Linked DNA regions of Drosophila melanogaster: region 1 is linked to region 2. A link is a contact called in public HiChIP or PLAC-seq data. All regions are on one chromosome and are shown on one strand. The core of a region is the stretch at or near the end of the contact, and the rest is flanking DNA. Distances in the headings are between cores, read along the strand shown. Region 1 holds the start of CG9018. Region 2 holds the start of CG5704.

What was found. HiChIP or PLAC-seq counts read pairs in DNA pulled down with a chosen protein or histone mark.
Region 1: a contact with region 2 is called in a CP190 HiChIP or PLAC-seq map of the Kc167 cell line, with 3 times the contacts expected there. The contact joins the promoter of CG9018 here to the promoter of CG5704 in region 2. A contact is called at or near these places in 26 of 107 Hi-C or Micro-C datasets (the Clone 8 cell line, the D17-c3 cell line, the Kc167 cell line and 13 more) and 3 of 6 datasets of contacts at active chromatin or transcription factors (all in the Kc167 cell line).

The regions. Positions count from the first base shown.
Region 1 is chr3L:2,235,292-2,240,293 of dm6, reverse strand. It overlaps CG9018, which reads left to right and starts at 3,218. Exons shown (of 4, transcript NM_139444.2): 1 at 3,218-3,493; 2 at 3,565-4,244; 3 at 4,322-4,465; 4 at 4,716-5,002. The coding sequence starts at 3,343. The coding sequence ends at 4,868. ACXD (Adenylyl cyclase X D) reads right to left here and starts at 2,686. Exons shown (of 12, transcript NM_138984.4): 1 at 2,281-2,686; 2 at 1,744-1,986; 3 at 378-1,201; 4 at 34-315. The coding sequence starts at 1,866.
Region 2 is chr3L:2,167,868-2,172,265 of dm6, reverse strand. CG5704 reads left to right here and starts at 1,295. Exons shown (of 2, transcript NM_001299983.1): 1 at 1,295-1,443; 2 at 1,574-2,713. The coding sequence starts at 1,420. The coding sequence ends at 2,557. It overlaps CG15879, which reads left to right and starts at 3,158. Exons shown (of 2, transcript NM_139437.2): 1 at 3,158-3,311; 2 at 3,482-4,398. The coding sequence starts at 3,297. It also overlaps the pseudogene CR15821.

The sequences.
Region 1 (5,002 bases), core at 1,969-4,468, 66 kb before region 2:
TTTTAAGAACGCTTAGCATGAAGCTGTGCCCACCTGACATCTCGAATGTCCTTGATCATACGCAGTCCCAGATCCACGCAGCACTTGGCGTGATCCGCATTGGGATTGGCCAGCCCAGCCACGCAGTAGTAGCAATCGCCCAGGAACTTGATCCTCAGCACGTTGTACTCCTCGCTGGCAATGTCGAAACGCACGAAGAGATCGTGCAGAGCCTCCACTAGCTTCTTCACATCCAGGGTGGTGGTCAAGTGGGTGTAGTTGACCACATCCGCGTAGAGGACGGTGACATCTTCGTGGGGCTCAATGAAGAGGGTGCTGGAGAAAGGCAGAATTGTTGTAATATATGCAGTAATTTAAACTGGGATCATCCAACTCACCCATGGTCCGGTTGTCGCCACCTTTTAAGGGTCTGGCTATCCGCACTCCTGCGCAGATCCACCTGCGACTGCTGCTGGTGCTGCTGCTTGGATCGCTCGATGCGGTTCTTCACATCCTCCTGCAGCCGATCGGCGATCTGGGCAGGCAGGATGCTAAGCAAGAGACTCCGCTCCTGATCCCTGGCATAGCGCAACAGGAGATTCTCCTCCACATACTGCCGGCGATCGAGGAAGGTGGTGCGTAGCGCTATATCCCTCATCAGGCGAAAGAAAATGCCCAGTAGGTTGACACAGCTCAGGTATATGGCCTCGTTCAGGATGCTGTGCATTTGGTTGTCATCCTTGGCGGTGATCACGAAGCTGTAGTTTATTATGTAGCAAAAGGTGACTGCCGATCCAAGGACAAACGGCTGCAGCAGGTACGGCACCGGCATGAACATGTATATGGCGTACAGCGTATACGCATCGTAGATCGGATTCAGGATGTCGTTGTGGCTGGTGGCGTGGTAAACATTCAGTCCGATGTCCATCAGGACCATTACACACACCGCCAGCCAGGAGGTGGCGTAGACCACCCAGCCGTGCTTGCTCACCAGCTCGCTGCGAAAGTTCACGCCCAGCACCACCCAGATGACCAGGCCGGAGCACATGTAGGCCACCATGTCCACGTACACGTACTTGATCTCCGGCGTGGTCAGCAGCAGCAGCGTGTGGATCACCGTCACCGCCACGTGGATGAAGATGAACAGCGACAGGTAGCCGACGCGCAGGCGACGCATGTATAGGTCGTACGAGTCCTCCAGCTCCAGGTTGCGACATTTTCTCTGTGGGATTTGAGTGATTAGAGGTATGAGTATGACATATGGAAAGAAGAACCGCCAGATGGTATCAAGTACATTGGTAAACGTTGTGCCTGGCTTTCATTACAATATTAACTGTAGAGTAGTTTTTACGTTATATATTTTACTTTTGCCCTTCGTACAGACTAAGATTAAGTTCGTTGCTAACGTTGCTCTAACAAGTGCCATTCATACTTGTCTAAAATGGCTGTCATCATTAACCTTAATTGAGACTTTTCAAACTGGACGCTCGAGAAAATACTATAATTCAAGTTGAAATAATTTGCATAAGTTTTCAGTTCAGTAAAATAGATTTTTACTACATATGCAACGGTGAATCACTACCTATTCAGCTGTTCTATAAAGCGCAGGAACTTTGCATTCGGTTGCAATTGGGTAAACTCAGATTTTAGTGATGGCTTATAAAGATTGGCGGACCCATATAAAGATAAAGCTACGCGGGAATAAAACTTTCCACCACTGCAGTGCTGAATGTTTTCGACGCATCCTTCAGACGAGGCACTCACCACAAGGTACGACCACTCCCAGTTCTTCTCGTTCTGCACGGTTTGGGCCTGGCTGCTGGTCCTGGCCAGGCTGATGGGGTTGGATCGATTGTACTCGATGGCCGAGTCGAAGTAGGAGTCCATGATGGCGCCAGTTCAGTTCAGTTCAGATTGGATTGGGTGGATGGGAGATCAGATGATCAATGTGGCGGGCTCATTTTCGGTGGCAGCTACTCAGAATCAGAGGCTGGCTGCCTATTTCGCCTATTATCGGATCAAACAATTAGCTAGCGGCTATCAGAGTTTCAGCCGCAAAGTCCCCCAATAGGCATTGAATCAGTCAATTGAGGGGCTTCGCTTATCGGAGCCAACAGAAAGAGGGAGGTGTGCGGAGAAGCTCTCCGGATTTTGGATTTCGGGCTGCGAGCTGTGCGATTCGTATGTTCGTATGCATGTATGTATGTGCGTATATGGTGGCGAAAACAGCAGCTAATTTAGCAATTTGTCTAATGTGCCGTTGATAGTGGTAATAGCTAATGGTCTGTAAATCAAACTCACCCGCACTCGCACTCCAAATCGCAATCGAAATGGGAATGGGAATCGATCAGGCGGAATTCGTCTGCATTATCAGCTGCGGTGGGCGAGAGCGAGTGTAGAGGTAAGGATCAGGGCTATATGGCTGTGTAATTTATTTACGGGCTTTGCACGTACGGCCGGGCACTTGAGGCGACCGATTTCGCACTTCACTTTCGTTGGGTAATAAATACGATAATAATTAATAAAAAATTAACACCACTTAAGCGCGTTGCGCTCCAACAAGCCAATACACGGCGGACAGGTATCACAAATTACTCTTTTGCCGCGATAAGCGCTCGCCCCGATTCGATTCCGTCCGACTTAATTGCCCGCCGGAGCTGCTATCAACACACGCGACCGACTCCAACCAACTGCTGCGACCAACTGAGGGCTCCAACGAGCCCACCACACCTGTCCAATCGTTCGCACTTGGATTCTCGATGGTTGAGTGCTGAAAGTGGAGTGCTTATCAGTGTGAAAAGTGTTTGGCGGCGCTGGCACTTGATTGATGACACAGCCGTAGGGTGCTTGCTTGTCAAGTGAAATTATTAAAAGTCTGCTCTGGATTATTGTAATTTATCAAAACTAGTTAAATAAACCATAATTCTGCTTGCTCTAAGGTTCAAATTCAAATTTAAATTTTTCTGGCGCCTCGTACTGGCTCCCTCTAGCGGTTTACGTTGGAAGCTGGTATATTCAGCCCTATTTGTACGGCAACTCTGCTTTGAGGTAAAATCAATTACTTTAAAATGTATTTCTTGCAAAGTGTATTCAACAACCAACTTTGCAACTTTCGAGAACAAGACAGCAAAAAATCGAACAGGAGAATTTCGGTTGAAATTCGAAGAAAACTGATTTCCCGCCACAGCGAGTGTGACCAGTTGCCGTAATTTGAAGCGGCTTGCGATCTAGCCGTATTTGGTATTTTGGTCAAAAATAGATACGCATTCCAAGCTGTTTATTTTTCAGAAACTTGCAAATATTGCAATCGTTCGACTGATTTGATAATAAGTACGGAAAAGCGGCGGAAAAGCAGCAGCAGCCATGTCGGCCTTCACGGATTCGGCGCTACTCAAGAAGCTGGCCGAGCTAAACAGCAGCCAGCAGAGCATCCAGACGCTCTCCCTGTGGCTAATTCACCACCGAAAACACAGTGCAGCGATTGTAAGGACCTGGCAGCGGGAGCTGGAGAACGGTGGGTATCCCCTGGCAGTTACTGGCCATTCAGTGCAGCACACCTACTAATACACATGCATCCCCAAACAGTGCCGGAGCCTAAGAAGCTGACCTTCATGTACCTGGCCAACGACGTGATCCAGAACAGCAAGAAGAAGGGCCCGGAGTACGGCAAGGAGTACAGCCTTGTGCTGGGCAAGGTGTTCGCCCACATTGGCGAGAAGTGCAACTCGGACAAGTTGCTGGGCAGCCTGGGAAGGATCCTAAACATCTGGCTGGAGCGGGGCGTCTACGATCCCAAGACCATTGCCGACTGGAGGTCGCGATTACACAAGGAGGCTCCTGGCAGCAGCTCCAGCAGCAATGGCAAGACCAATGGCGATAGTGAGAAGCCCGAGAAGGAGAAGGATCACGGCGGCAGCGGCAAGCCCGAGAAATCCGAGCGCCGCGAGAAGCGCAAGCACGAGGATCGCCACTCTAAGTCCAAGCGCTCGCGCCATCACGTCCAAGGCAGCAGCGCGAACTCAGCTCCTCCGACGGAGGAAGTAGTTTCTGTGGAACCCGAGAACGGCCACACGCCACCCTACTTGCCTTTGGGAGAGCCACCGGAGCCCGAGGAGCTCATCAGGGCCCTGACCAGCATCGAAAACTCCGCATCCAGCGATGCTGTGGTGCGCGAACGTATCGCCAAGCTGCCCCAGGAAATATCCGAGATTAGCTGCATCAGCAAGCTGGAGGATAAGGACAAGGCCAAGGAACTGGCCATACAGGTGGGGTCAAAATCCAAATGCACTAAGATGTGGTCAAAATAATCTTGATTGGATACTATTAATCAATTTCCTCTTAGGTGAACGAAGCTGTGGATCTGCTGAACGACTACAATGCTCGGTTGGCGGCGGAGATGGAGGAGCGCTCCAAGTTGGCGACCATGCTGCGAGATTTTCAAGCGGAGCAGAAGGAACTTCTCTCCCAGGCTGAGCAACGCCTCGATGTACGTTCTTCATGGTCTAGGCAATGCATGGTCCTTGGGGTTGTTAGATAAAGATCGTTATCCAAAAACTATGGGATGTTGTTCGTCACTGCCTCTATTTTATGTTACCTAGTCTAGTCGTTTGTCGGCTATCCACATTTTGTATTAATATTTTATTTGCATATTAAAAAAGAAACCGAAGCTAATCTAATGCAGTCCCCTTTAATTGCACGTCTTGAACATCGTCGGCTAATTCTTTGTGTCTTTGCAGGAACACAAAAAGAAGCTGGCCAAGATGTTGGGCCTGCAGAAGGAGATCCACGACCACCTCTCCAACCTGCCCGACCTGACCCGATTGCCGGATGTGACTGGCGGACTTGCGCCCCTGCCCTCCGCTGGCGATCTCTTCAACGCCCTGCATTGAAGGAAACGAAGGAGTCACTTTAAGATTACATATATATTTGCAATTGTCCCCCTAATCGCACCGCGCCCACAAATCCCCTGACTGTAATCCAAGCACACACAAGAATGACGATTTCAATATAGCATCTAATTGCA
Region 2 (4,398 bases), core at 46-2,545:
CCTGGACCAGCACATGGCGCAGGATGAGATCCTGGCGAGCGGATCTCTGCGGGAGCCACCCAGTTACAAGCTGCCGAAATTGGGAATGGCTGTCGCCAATGGCACGCTGAATTCGGTGACACCCGAGTTGGCCCAAGGAAGGAGTCAGGACTAAATCCGGAATCGTTTTACTTATCCATAGATAGGCGGATCAAGTTCTACAACTACTGGGACATTGGTGCGGAACTGGCTGCCGATATGGCCGGGGGCGTTGGGAAGAAGCCCTTTCTCATTATCAAGGGATCTATGTCGCCCTTTCTGGGCGCTCACAGTGACGAAGCCGTTTCCATTTTGGCCCAGGATAATCCACACTTTGAGTTCTACGAAGTGGAAAACGGTACCCATCACGTTCACCTGGAATTCCCCGAGGAGTGTGCGAAGTACATGTGTCCCTTTATTCAGTACCATCGACCACCGATGGGAGCAACTCTGTTCCAAGGAAAGTTATAGTCAAATCCAATCGCAATTAATTTAGTTTTAATAGCAAGAGCATAAATTCCGATCTTGCGATCGCGAGTTTAATCTAAGAATGTGCAATAATCAGTGTTAAAATTAGAGTCATTAGTACTTGGCAGTATTTATGAATGATTTTGTTGTTGTTACGCGTTTTTCATTTCAAAAGGTAATAAAGGCGGAGCTACTTTGTTTATAAATAGACGGTATTTTTAAGTTAGCAATCTACAAGCACTTAACGTGCTTTTGTAGGCTTTTTGGTTTATGCGGTGGTGTTCATAATTTCAGCAGATGACTTTGATTACATGCTTTTGACTTAAATTTGATACAGACCAGTGTATCAATTTCATTTGCTACTTGAAATTCGGATTATAAACTAAATCCAAATATTTGGATCTTCTTTTAGGATACAAAGTAATATTTAAATTTAACAGATCTCACATTGACATTCGCCCCGAAACACTCGAAAGCTTTTTCTCTCATCGAAAGCTTGCTTATTCATGTTTTTGTTATGTCAACTTAAGCGCTCGCGAATTTCTAGATATTTGTATTTTAATAAATGAAATATAAACTAATGTACATAAACAATAGTTAACAACAACTTGATGTGATTAAGAACACGAAGATCATTCTATGCATTTTATACACTGTAATTGGAAGTTGTAATAAGAGCTCGTGAGAGAATACAACTTAGAACCCAATCTTATCTCGCTCTCTTAATTATTAATTAAGAGTTAATTAAGAGAATAGCAAGATCTCTTTTTGTTTGCAGTTTGAGTAATACCAAACCCAACTTAATACAATATGTTAGTTTGCGCCAACATGTTAAAGCAGAAAGACGAGTAGACAATCAAACGGAATACAAATGATTTAGAGCAAATTAAGATAAGCAAAAACCAGTACTACTTAAATCGAGAATTAAGAGCAATGGGAACTTTGTCACTGAGCGATGTAAGTACATTAATAGATTAATAGACAACCTTTACCCACCAATTATTAATTTGTAATCTTAAGTGTAAGTCAACCATCTGTTGTGTGACCATCTGCTAAAAGTGACTAATACAGTTTATGCATCTTTCAGTTCGAAGCTGTGAAGATTCCCGTACCCTGGGGTCACATTTCTGGACGTTGGTACGGAAATCGGAACGAGCGACCCATCTTGGCGATTCACGGATGGCTGGACAACCTGGGAACCTTCGATCGGCTCATTCCCCTGCTTCCTGACTATCTAGGAGTACTCTGCATCGATCTGCCAGGACATGGAAGATCCTCGCATTTGCCACCGGGAATGTACTACAGTGTGTACGAGTACGTGTTCACTATTCCACTGGTCATGAAGGAGTACGGATGGTCAAAGGTCTCTCTCATTGGACACTCACTGGGCGGAGTCCTGAGCTTCATTTATGCCTCTCTTGCTCCTCACACCGTCGATATGATCGTCTCCCTGGACATACTGCTCCCCTTGAGAAACGACATAGACTACATGGACCTTAGTATAGAGAAACAACTAGTGAATGTTGAGCGACAGAAGCTGGGAAATTACATTGAGCCGCCCTCCTACACGCACAACCAATTGGGAAAGGTGCTGGCTGCGGGAAGCTTTAATTCCGTATCCCCCGAACTGGCTAAGCACCTCCTCCACCGCCAGTTGGCCAAGTCGAAACTGTATCCCGAACGGTTCTATTTCACTAGGGATATTCGAGTAAAGTACTACCACTACATAGATATCGACGATAGTCTGGGGGCAGAAATGGCGAGGCGGATCATTAAAAAGCCATATCTAATCATCAAGGGCTCCTTGTCACCATATCTCTCCGTCCGCAACAACGAGGCTATATCGATTTTGGCCAAGGATAATCCGCACTTTGAGTTCTACGAGGTGGAAAACGGCACCCATCATCTGCATCTCCATGCCGCCGAGGAATGCGCCGGTTACATTGTGCCCTTCATCCAACATCACAGACCTCCTGCTATGACCTCCTGGACTGTGGCCGGAAAGGAAGATAGATCGAGAAAACCAAAGCGATTTTTCACATGGACCAACAAAAAGCGCAGCAAGTTGTGATAATAATACACTGTAACTTTAGTTGTAAAGGTTTTAAAGTTTGAGAACGTGAACACACGACAAGTATTAAATTTAAACTATCATATTAAACAATATGTTTTTGATACTTAAGATAATTTTGGAAGTGGACTGGACCCAGTCTAAGAATCAAAGTGCAAAGGGCTATCGTCTTTTGAGATCTGTGTCATTAGGCGAATGAGTAAGCAAATAAATAAAATCATAACAATAGGAGATAAGAACAATGGGACCATACCACCCTCGCTATGCTTTTTCAGTGAACTTTGGCTATTATCATAGTGCCAGCTACAATTTTAAAATATTTTTACGAATTTCGAAAGAATAGGTATTCAACGAGCTCGTATTAATACACAAAAAATATATCAACATTTAAATAGACAAACGCGAATGTAAACAATGCTAAAAATTGGTAATACTTTTAATCAGCTATTTGAAAAACAAATTCTTCGCTCTCTTATAGTTGGTGATTTGTTTCCGCGCCAAAAACAGCTACTCTTTCTATCGGCGTTTTTTCTCTTTCGTTCGCTTTCAAAAGTGAAACAACAATTTTAGAAATTAGTCGTTGATCAGCTGTTGTAGCCGAAAGAGGTGCGAATCGCCGAATCGCCGAGTTATTTGCAGGTGTTTAGATACTTAAGATAACGCGGTGCCTTCATTTCTGGATTTCGGACCAATTTACAGACGTGCAAAGGTCAGCAAACCACTAATCGATATGGGAACTATGTCTCTAAGCGATGTGAGTATGCCAGAAATAATATTATAGACGAAATACGAAGATAAGCAACCTTAATCCGTGTACCGGCAAATTTTGTTTACAGTGCAGAAACTGAAAGTGTATAGTAAAAAAAAAAACTTTAATTCATACTGATTTTAATGAACATAGTAACCAGTATTGCTATTTTGTAGTTCAAGGAGGTTAGAATACCGGCACCTTGGGGTCACATCTCCGGTCGTTGGTATGGTAATCGAACGGAGCGACCGATCCTGGCGATTCACGGATGGCTGGACAATCTGGGAACCTTCGATCGGCTGATTCCCCTGCTTCCCGACTACATAGGCGTGTTGTGCATCGATCTTCCCGGACATGGAAGATCCGCTCACATTCAGCCTGGAATGCACTACGCCGTCAACGATTACGTGTTAATCATTCCTCGAGTGATGAAGGAATACGGCTGGTCAAAGGTCTCATTGATGGGCCACTCATTGGGTGGCATCATTAGCTTCGTTTACACATCTTTGGCACCAGATACAGTGGACATGGTCATCTCACTGGACATATTGCTGCCCTTGTCAAAGGACCCCAAAACGGTTATTAAATATTTGAACCACAGTTTGGATAAGCACCTGGTGGAAGAGGAACGTCAGGTGGAGGGAAACCTGCACGAGCCTCCCTCCTACACCCTCGCACAGCTGACACAGGTCCTCGCCAAAGGAAGTGACAACTCGGTGACGCCAGAGTTTGCCCAACACTTGCTTCACCGGCAGGTGTCGAAGTCGCAACTCTATCCAGACAGATTCTTCTTCTCCAGAGATGGACGAGTTAAATACTACAGCCATTTGCAAATGGAACCCGAATTTGGTGAGGCGTTGGTGAAGCGAATTCGGAGAATACCCTGTTTGATCATTAAAGGGTCAAAGTCTGATTTTGTGGAAGCTAGAACCGAGAAGGCGGTTGCCATCTTACGTCAAAACAATCCGCACTTCGAGTTCTACGAGGTGGAGGGAGGTACCCACCACGTTCATCTTCATGCTGCCGAGGAGTGTGCCCGATACATAGTGCCCTTCATCCGACACCACCGACCCCCGGCACTCACTTCTTGGTC